Regions from separate parts of the Mus musculus genome. Here all the other regions are linked to region 1. The links are chromatin contacts, called in public promoter capture Hi-C maps. All regions are on one chromosome and are shown on one strand. Each heading gives the region's core, a stretch centred on a gene start, on an enhancer-like site or on the middle of the called end of the contact. The rest is flanking DNA. Distances are from core to core; before and after follow the strand shown.

Region 1 (2,683 bases), core at 57-2,556:
GACCTCAAGACACAGAACTATGGAACTGTCTATCAAACAAGGTTCTTTTTGTTTGTTTGTTTTTCGAGACAGGGTTTCTCTGTATTGCCCTGGCTGTCCTGGAACTCTCTCTGTAGACCAGGCTGGACTTGAACTCAGAAATCCGCCTGCCTCTGCCTCCCCAGTGCTGGGATTAAAGGCGGGTGCCACCACGCCCGGCTCAAGCAAGGTTCTTAAAGGTTACAGCTACGGGCTCTGTTTCCTGTACCTTATACGAGGTCACTACAGAAAAAACTCAATAGGTGAGGCACTTAGGCTATAAAAGAAAACAAGACTGTAGGGCCCCAGTCTATCCTCTACCTCATCAAGCAAGGGAAGACTCTACAGGCCCCAGAACTCAGCAGCACAAACACTGCCATCTCAAGACAGTCCTCGGGATGCAACAACAACGCTGGATATGATACAATGAATAACAGCTTATGACCCCAGAGTGACTGTGCTCACCTTCTGACCTGACTCCACCTTTGAATCTTTCTGTATATGCCCCAGATACAGCTTTGACCCTAAGCAGAGGTGGTCCTTCCAGACCCAAGCCTCCTTTACTGGATAACCACCTGCTAGCATGACCCTTGTACTACTAACTCTACCCACCAGGAAGTAAGTGTGCAACCCGAAGCAGTCTATCCTCTGCAATCACCACCAAAGGCCTTAACCCACAAGCCCCTGTGGTCTCTCTTCCTGGCAAGACCCTTCTCCGACCTGATTCACACCCCAGCAGTGGCCCTTCATAGCGATGGCCTGATTTACATCCCAGCAGTGTCTTTTCCCGCAGACCCTGCCCGGAGAGATGACTCCCTGCGGCCCTGATCTGACCCACACCTCAGTCGTGACTCTCTAGGTCTCAGACTTGATTCACACCCTGGACACGATCCTCCTTGCTGCCCCTGCTTAAAGCGGTGACCGTCACGCGCCCTGACTCGAACCACACCCCAGCAGCGACCCTCCTGGGCTGCTCCTGCCTCCCGCGGCCTGGCGACGCCTTACGCCTCACCCTCGGCCAGGACCCGCCGCACCCGCAGACGCAGCTCGCCCAGCTCCACTGTCTGCCCCACGAAGTCACTCTGATCACGGCCCGCAGCTCCGCCAAGAGAACCAGGGCCCGCCAGGAAGTCCAGCGCAGACTGCAGCAGCGACATGGCGTCGGCCGCTCCGCGGCAGCGGGAGCCAGGCTCCAGCTCCGCACTGCCGGGTTAGCAGCTGCGGGCGAACAACCCGGCCATCTTCCGCCCGCGCCGTGACGTAAATCAGAGAGCGAGTTGCGTCCCGACGCTGCGGCCCCGCCCTGACGCAGCAGGCGGAAGGGCGCGTGTTTCTGCAGAGCCAGCAGCAGCAGCAGGCGCAGGCGCAGAGGGTGCGATCCTACGGACCTCAAGCTCCTAGGAGGCACGGAGGTAGGGCTGTCGCCATCTGACCCTAACCTCATCTGGTTGCTTCCGCTGGCCCAGGTCCAGCCTAGGTGGCTAGAGCGTCGCGGGACGTTGGGCGCGCGCTGCGGACCGCCCCAGAGCCCGCCGCTCGCGCCTGACGCCTCAAGGTAAAGCGAGGCCTGGAGCCCACCCTAAGTGTCCCTAATGCCCGGTTTAGGAGAGGAGGGTATCTTGCAGACAAGCAGCCAGCCTATGAGCCACAGACACTTATGTTTTGGTCCACACAGGTTTGGGGGAGGATGAACTAGTTGCTAGAATTAAGACCGAAAAACGTAGTTTTAAAAGGGGGCGGGAGAAAGCTTCACAACGTGTATACAAAAGTCACCTGGCAGCACTGGACGCAGAATCCCGTGTGATGTCAAACACTTAGAGCTGTCCATCTCAGGTGAGGCAAAGTCATGGGATTCCCCACTCGTCTCTGTACCTCCGAGGTTTCTGAAGCCATATGAAGTTGCAGAGCCTTGGGTAGAGTTTGTGCTTTTGGACTGAAAAATGGATCCTTAAGCCCAAATCAACATCTTAACTGTCCCAGGATTGTATGCTATTAAATACGCCTTGGGGGGGGGGGGGGCGCTACCTGCTCTTTAAAAAGTCAAGTAGAAAAGAAATGAAAGATTATCATTAGTATACAGTGAGGTACGTGGTAGGTGAGACAGTAGTTTCCTAGAAATGGTGAAGTGGAAGCTTTGGATAACACCTGGAGGAATAAAGAACTGATGAAGTAGAGATGGTACCTGTAGGTAACTGAGGAGATTTGTGAAGAAGAGTGTGGGAGCTGAAAGGGCAGTGTGGTGTTAACATGATCTTAGATGGGAGACTTGAGCAGCCTAAAGCCAATGGGAAAGAGTGAAGTCTTTCCAGTATAGTGGAGAGGAGTACTGTCTCAGAATAGTAGGACAGTCAAGTCACATCCAGATAGAGGATATGTAGTGTTGGTATAGAAATGGCACCTTTCTATAAGAGAATCACTTATAAGATGCAGGGAGGAGGAAGTAGCTACGGCTTGCAGTTGCAGGTAACTTTATGTTATTACTGGAATGAAGTTGAAGGGATTTTTTATTTTTTGGTGGCTTCAGATCTCATTATTTAGAAGGAAAATAAATCTGAAAGCAAAAGGAAAAAGTAGGGAATTGGAGGCTTGGTAGCCTTCAAGAGACCTAAAACATCATGAGAAACATCATGAACAATTCACTACAGCGTATAGTGAAACTTGACAC
Region 2 (2,683 bases), core at 96-2,595, 2.2 Mb after region 1:
TTTTAAAAGGAAATGTCAACAGCAGAGGTGACAAGAATGAACAAGATTCTACCCACACTGGGGGTGGGAAGGATGCTTTCATAAGAGAGAGAACCTAGCTTGCCCCTGGCCCCTCAGGATGCTGAACAGGTAGCACCTGGCAGCAATCTGGTCCCCACATTCAGTAAATCTGCCCATGTCACACAGTTCCCCAGGTACTGTGCAGGCAGCACCCTAACAATGAAGACTCACTGCTCCCAAGGTCACATGTGAATCAGCTCCCATAGTGGAAGAAAACCACCCAAACCTCTTACGGAGGATTCTGTGGATTTTTGGTTTTTGTTTTGCTTGTTTTTGTTTTTTTTTTTACTGTTTCCTGGGATGGGCCTGGCTCTGAGTAGCATCAGGGAACCAAGGGCTGCCTCAGGTAGGGGCTTCTAGCCGCAGCCCTCCTCACCTGCATGCCGTGGTAGCCCTTGCCCGAGTAGGCCATGAGCAGCACAATTTTTCGCTTTGGCAGCTTGCGTGGGGGCTCTTCATCCTCGCCGCCCTTGACCCTCTTTGCAGGATGCTCCGTCTCCTCCCAGACCCAGCCACCTCGGCCCTTCCTGTCCGGTTGGTGTGAGGCCAGCGCTGGTGGCACCTTGTTTCCAGCCATAGGCGGCAGGCTGAGAAAAACAGGCATGAGTGACCAAGGTGGTAAAAGCGGTTTAAAAAAAAAAAAAAAAAAAACAGAACCCTGCTCTGCCTGCCTCAGCGGTCTCTGAAAGACCTTGCCCAAAGACAAACCAACCAGCCTGGTTCATCAATGACAAGAGTGACTGAGGTTGGACAACAGCGGCAACTCGGGCGGAGTTTGAACTGGACACACAGGGAGGCAGTGCTCTGGCGGGGCAGTACAAGGCAGCGATGGAAACAAGACACAGGTAAGCAAGGAGAGGCAGACAGCTCAGGACAGTCTTGGGTTCTCAGTACAGAGGTCTCAGTACAGAGGTCGCGGAAGTCTTTACCCGGGCACGCGCGGGCCTGGGCGCGCCGTCCACCGTCCCCAGTTTCTCAGCAGTGCGGCCCACAGGCGGGGGAAGCCCATGCGCTGCGGGGTGGCGGGCACCGACCCCGGACCTCAGCGATCCCCTCCGAACTCTGCAGCCCCGAAATCCCTGCCCTGTCTTCCAGATGTCTTGGCTCTGACCCTGCGGCGCCCCAGATCCTAGGCTGACCTGTGACCCCCGCAGCCCCTGCCCACCCCCATCCAACACCACCACCCCGTCCTTAGAGATCGCGCAGCCGGCGCGCTCGAGGAGGGAGGAAAGTCCCGCCGGACCCACTCACGGCGCCGCGGAACCCCCGAAGCTGACCACGTGCACGAAGGCGGAAGCGGGCAACGTTGGAAGGCGGCCGAAGGCGGACAAAAGTCTTTCTGGGACGCGCCTAGCGGGGTGGACCCAGTGGGTGGGGCTTCCCACCAGGATCCAAGCCAGTCTAGATGCCGTTTTCCAGAGAGGGGAAAGGCTCTACGTCGGCGTGGCTTGAAAAGTGAAACAACCTCATTAAAATGTGCAGGTTAGGAATGCACCAGGGAGCCACTCAGCAGGTAATAACTGCAGATGCATAGATAGTCCCAGCACCGACTCAGTGCTACTGAGCAGGCCCTTGCCTGGCCCATGGCACCAACCCTGGCATTGGGAGGTCACAGATGCTCTCGCAGTTACACCACTGGCTTTGTGGTGTGTGGACCATCAAGTTTCCCAGCATTTGTTATTTCCAGAAGCTGCTCCAATTTCCGGACGCTGTTGTGTTTAATGACATAAAACCTTCTCATTATGTAGCCCTGACCCGCCTGGAAATCTCTCTCGTATATATCCTCCCAGATGCTGGGATTAAAGGTGTGTACCACCATACACAGCTCCTGTCCTCCAACTTTTGGCAACCCTCCAGCCTCAGCCTCCCAAGAGCTGGGATTACAAATGTGAGTCACCACATCTGACTTCACACGTTACTCTTATTTTTCTAATTTTGCCAAAGAGTGATGCACAAACAACATGAAACCTGGACATGCAGCCATGGGCACCTAAGCCCCAGTTCCTTCTCTGTGACTTCATTCCCCCCATTTTCAGGCTGTCTGATTCACCCTGAGCATTCTCACCTTTGAGAATGTATGTACCTTTGTCACTCTTCCAGAGATGAGGAGTTTTGCCAATCCCTGCTTCCATCCTTGCAGCCGCTCGTCCTTCCTACACCCATCTGGCTGACCCGGGATACTCCCCTGCTCAGACTCTTGGCTTCATTAGGTTTAAAGCCACACACGGAGACTTGGGGAACTGGGCTGGACACTTCTGAGGACCATGACTTGAGGTGACCACAGCTTGAAATGGGATAGGGAGCCTCATGTGTATGCAGGGGGAAAAACATAATCCAAGGGGACTAGGGACCAGTGCAAAGGCCCAGGGGCAGCAGTGTGCCACAGTGTGGCCAACCTAGCTCAGAACCTGCTCCTTCCTATAGGTAGAGTAATAGGGGCCAGCATTGACACTTCTGGAGTCTACAGTTAGGGAAACCACAGGGATGTCTGGTAACAGAAAGTAGTAGAAACAAAACCAGGAATCAGTAGCCTTATGGGTCTTGGCTGTGATCCCTATTCAATTGGGATCCCACTGGGCGTTGGGAGGCAAAGCCTCACAAAGGGACCTGGGGAAGAAGGGCT
Region 3 (2,683 bases), core at 50-2,549, 2.0 Mb after region 1:
ATTCACAGCACACAGTGGAAAAGAACAGCAATAAAGATGTCTAGGTAGAAGTCTCTCAGACAAGTGAAGGAAGAGATGCTCGCATCAAAGGCCTCTACCCCTGTGCTGTGAAGTACTTTAGAGATGAGAGGAAAAGCTGGGCTAAGGGCTTCAAGACTCACCTTGACCTGGAAGGTGGGATGGGCCAGGAGTTCCTCTAGGCGGTTACAGCAGCTGTGGTATCGATGTCTTATCCACACCTTGTATTTGTATGTGGCTCCCTGGGACCCTGGGGACAGAGTTAGGAGAGCTAACTCACACTCATATTTATGTGTGCCAAGCCTGACCAAGGTCCCAAACTCAGCCCCAATCTTCCGGCTGTTTCTCATCTTCACAGCTGTAAACTATTTAAGATGCCAGACCGGGGCTTGGGAAAGACGATTTCTGAGCCCTGCAAACTGGGAAGGGGGTATTGAAATGTAGTTCCTCTCGCTTTGCCTCAGAACCTGGGTCTCCCCACTAGGACAGAGACAGTATCAAACTCGGAAATGGCGCAAATAAAACATGGGTGTGTGTGTGTGTGTGTGTGTGTGTGTGTGTGTGTGTGTGTGTGTGTGTGTGTGAGAGAGAGAGAGAGAGAGAGAGAGAGAGTGTGTGTGTGTGTGTGAGTGAGTGAAAACGGCTACGTATACGGATTCACGCAGTCCTGGCAAGTATACGGATCTCAACTCGCTTCCTGAGCTACAATGAGTGACTGCGTCGTCCTCCCAGATCGCATGGTCTATGACAAGGCCCTGGCTCGGGGGTGCATCCTAAGTTGACAAGGCGTCCCACCGGAACTGCCTAGCGGAGAGTACCCCACGCCCTCCAGGTCACCCACCTGCCAGGGCCGTGTCTTCGCTCGGCAGCGAGCCCACGAACAGCTCTTCCCGCTCCAGCAAGGTACCGAAGAGTCGGCTGCACGTGCGCACTCCTTCCTCGATTTCCTCGGGCTCCTCGGACTGAACACGGGGAGGCCCCGACAAGGTGACGCTCGGCCCCGTCGCGACTCCCACTGACCTGGCCGCCCCCAGGTCCGCCCCTGCGGCTCACCTGAAGCACAGCCAAGATGTCGAACACCGCGTTCGCTTGGCCACGACTCGTCAGCACTGCCTCCAGGAGGCGGCCGAGCTCTTGCCTGGAGCTCGCCGAAGCTGGGTGCCGCTCCATGCCGCCGCCGCCGATGCTGCTCCCGGTTCCTGGAAACCGAAGTGTGCGCCGAGCGGAGTCGCGCCCGTGACGTCACCCGAGCCTCTAGGTCGCGGGGCGGCGTACGTCATCAAAGAGCGCCGGAGAGGAACCGCGGCGTGGGGCAGCTATGGCGCTGTTCCACATAGCGCGGTACGCGGGCCCAGAGGCCGCGGGGCAGGGGGATACGGACGCAGAGGCGGGCAGCCGGGCTCGAGTGCTGCTCGAGCGGCTGCAGAACAGAGCCCGTGAGCGACAGCAGCGGGAGCCGGAGCTCGAGACCACAGGAACGGCCGGGGAAGGGGAAGCGGCAGCAGCAGGCAAGCGGCGACGGCGGCCCCGACGGCGGCGTCGGGTGAGCGGCTCGGCGACTCCGAACTCGGAGGCTCCTAGGGCGAAGCGGCGGAAAGCGGACAAGGACGTGGACGCAGGTGGGCCGTGAGTGCGCAGTGTGGACGGGGCATGGAGGCTCTCTGTGCTGCTGGGTTGACATCCCCCTACGTTGTGCTGTGTCGCTCAGGGAGAGGTGAGGAGGCTCCGGAGGAGCTCAGTGCCGGCGCAGAGGACCCGGGTGCGAACCCTCAGGAGGATGTCCAGAGACCCCCGGCTCCAGGCCGGGTGCTGGGGGACTTTGCAAGAAGAAAGACGCCGAAGGTGAGTGAGCCTGTGCGCGGTTCTTTTTGTCCTCCCGGGACTCTTCAGTTCTTAGCCGGGGGGTGGGGGGGATTTCGTTTTGTTACGTGACCTTAACTACTGAAAGTGGGAGGTATGCATGGGACACTCTTGAAACTGAAATCCAGACGGATAAGAACTTTTGGGATAAGCCCCGTGGCGTGCCTTGCTGTCCCTGTTGAAAGCAACATTTCTTGGTGCATGAAGACAGTTTGCTGGGTTGGTAGGCTTATAGGCAAAGTATCCAGATTGTGTTTAGTGCACTAGGATAGGGTGTCTGCTGGTCCGGGTGTCTTGTCCAAAGGTTGCCAGAGTGGGAGGTGGTGAAGGGTTGAAGAAAGACTGGTTAGGGTCTCTTAATGTTGTAGTTCCTGGTTTCTAATGACTCCACAAGCCTGGAGCCTTCTGGGGGACGTTTGCGCTGCTTCTTGCTTTCAGGTTCAGCCTTTCCTGCCAGCATGGTTGGCTAAGCCAAGCTGTGTCAAAAAGAGTGTCACCGAAGATCTCACTCCCATTGAGGACATCCCTGAGGTTCACCCTGACCTGCAGAAGCAGTTGAGAGCTAATGGCATCACTTCCTACTTTCCAGGTGCCTAAGCCTTGGACAAATGATGGGGTGAACTCCCCGAGGCAGCTTTCCCTGGGCTGTTAGAGCTGTAGTGTCAGGGTTGTGGTTTAGGGGTCCCCACTACACATCAGATCAGCGAGCTTCCATATTCTTGGGTTCAGGTCCTTGACAATTTTCCAGCCCTGGTGGCATCTTTGTCCGGGAGAATTCCTGGGTGAAATGGTATAACACGGCCTA

What was found. Promoter capture Hi-C pulls out the DNA fragments that hold promoters and counts their contacts. Capture Hi-C pulls out chosen DNA fragments and counts their contacts.
Region 2: a contact with region 1 is called in a promoter capture Hi-C map of liver, with 2.5 times the contacts expected there. The contact joins the promoter of Pus1 here to the promoter of Gak in region 1. A contact is called at or near these places in 2 of 39 promoter capture datasets (liver and pre-B cells), 1 of 484 Hi-C or Micro-C datasets (B cells) and 1 of 9 other capture datasets (liver).
Region 3: a contact with region 1 is called in a promoter capture Hi-C map of pre-B cells, with 6 times the contacts expected there. The contact joins the promoter of Ddx51 here to the promoter of Gak in region 1. A contact is called at or near these places in 3 of 39 promoter capture datasets (the C10 cell line, cranial neural crest and pre-B cells) and 1 of 9 other capture datasets (liver).

Annotation. Positions count from the first base shown.
Region 1 is chr5:108,628,471-108,631,153 of GRCm38.p6, forward strand. It overlaps Gak (cyclin G associated kinase), which reads right to left and starts at 1,307. Exons shown (of 28, transcript NM_153569.2): 1 at 1,031-1,307. The coding sequence starts at 1,175. It overlaps Tmem175 (transmembrane protein 175), which reads left to right and starts at 1,340. Exons shown (of 11, transcript NM_001163532.1): 1 at 1,340-1,430.
Region 2 is chr5:110,779,251-110,781,933 of GRCm38.p6, forward strand. It overlaps Pus1 (pseudouridine synthase 1), which reads right to left and starts at 1,346. Exons shown (of 6, transcript NM_019700.4): 1 at 990-1,346; 2 at 437-647. The coding sequence starts at 1,069. Gm26515 (a long non-coding RNA gene) reads left to right here and starts at 643. Exons shown (of 2, transcript XR_389515.4): 1 at 643-905; 2 at 1,256-1,814. Gm15559 (predicted gene 15559) reads left to right here. Exons shown (of 2, transcript NR_152254.1): 2 at 1-10.
Region 3 is chr5:110,652,152-110,654,834 of GRCm38.p6, forward strand. Ddx51 (DEAD box helicase 51) reads left to right here and starts at 1,300. Exons shown (of 15, transcript NM_027156.3): 1 at 1,300-1,637; 2 at 1,727-1,860; 3 at 2,317-2,467. The coding sequence starts at 1,337. Noc4l (NOC4 like) reads right to left here and starts at 1,231. Exons shown (of 15, transcript NM_153570.2): 1 at 1,072-1,231; 2 at 860-980; 3 at 162-268. The coding sequence starts at 1,188.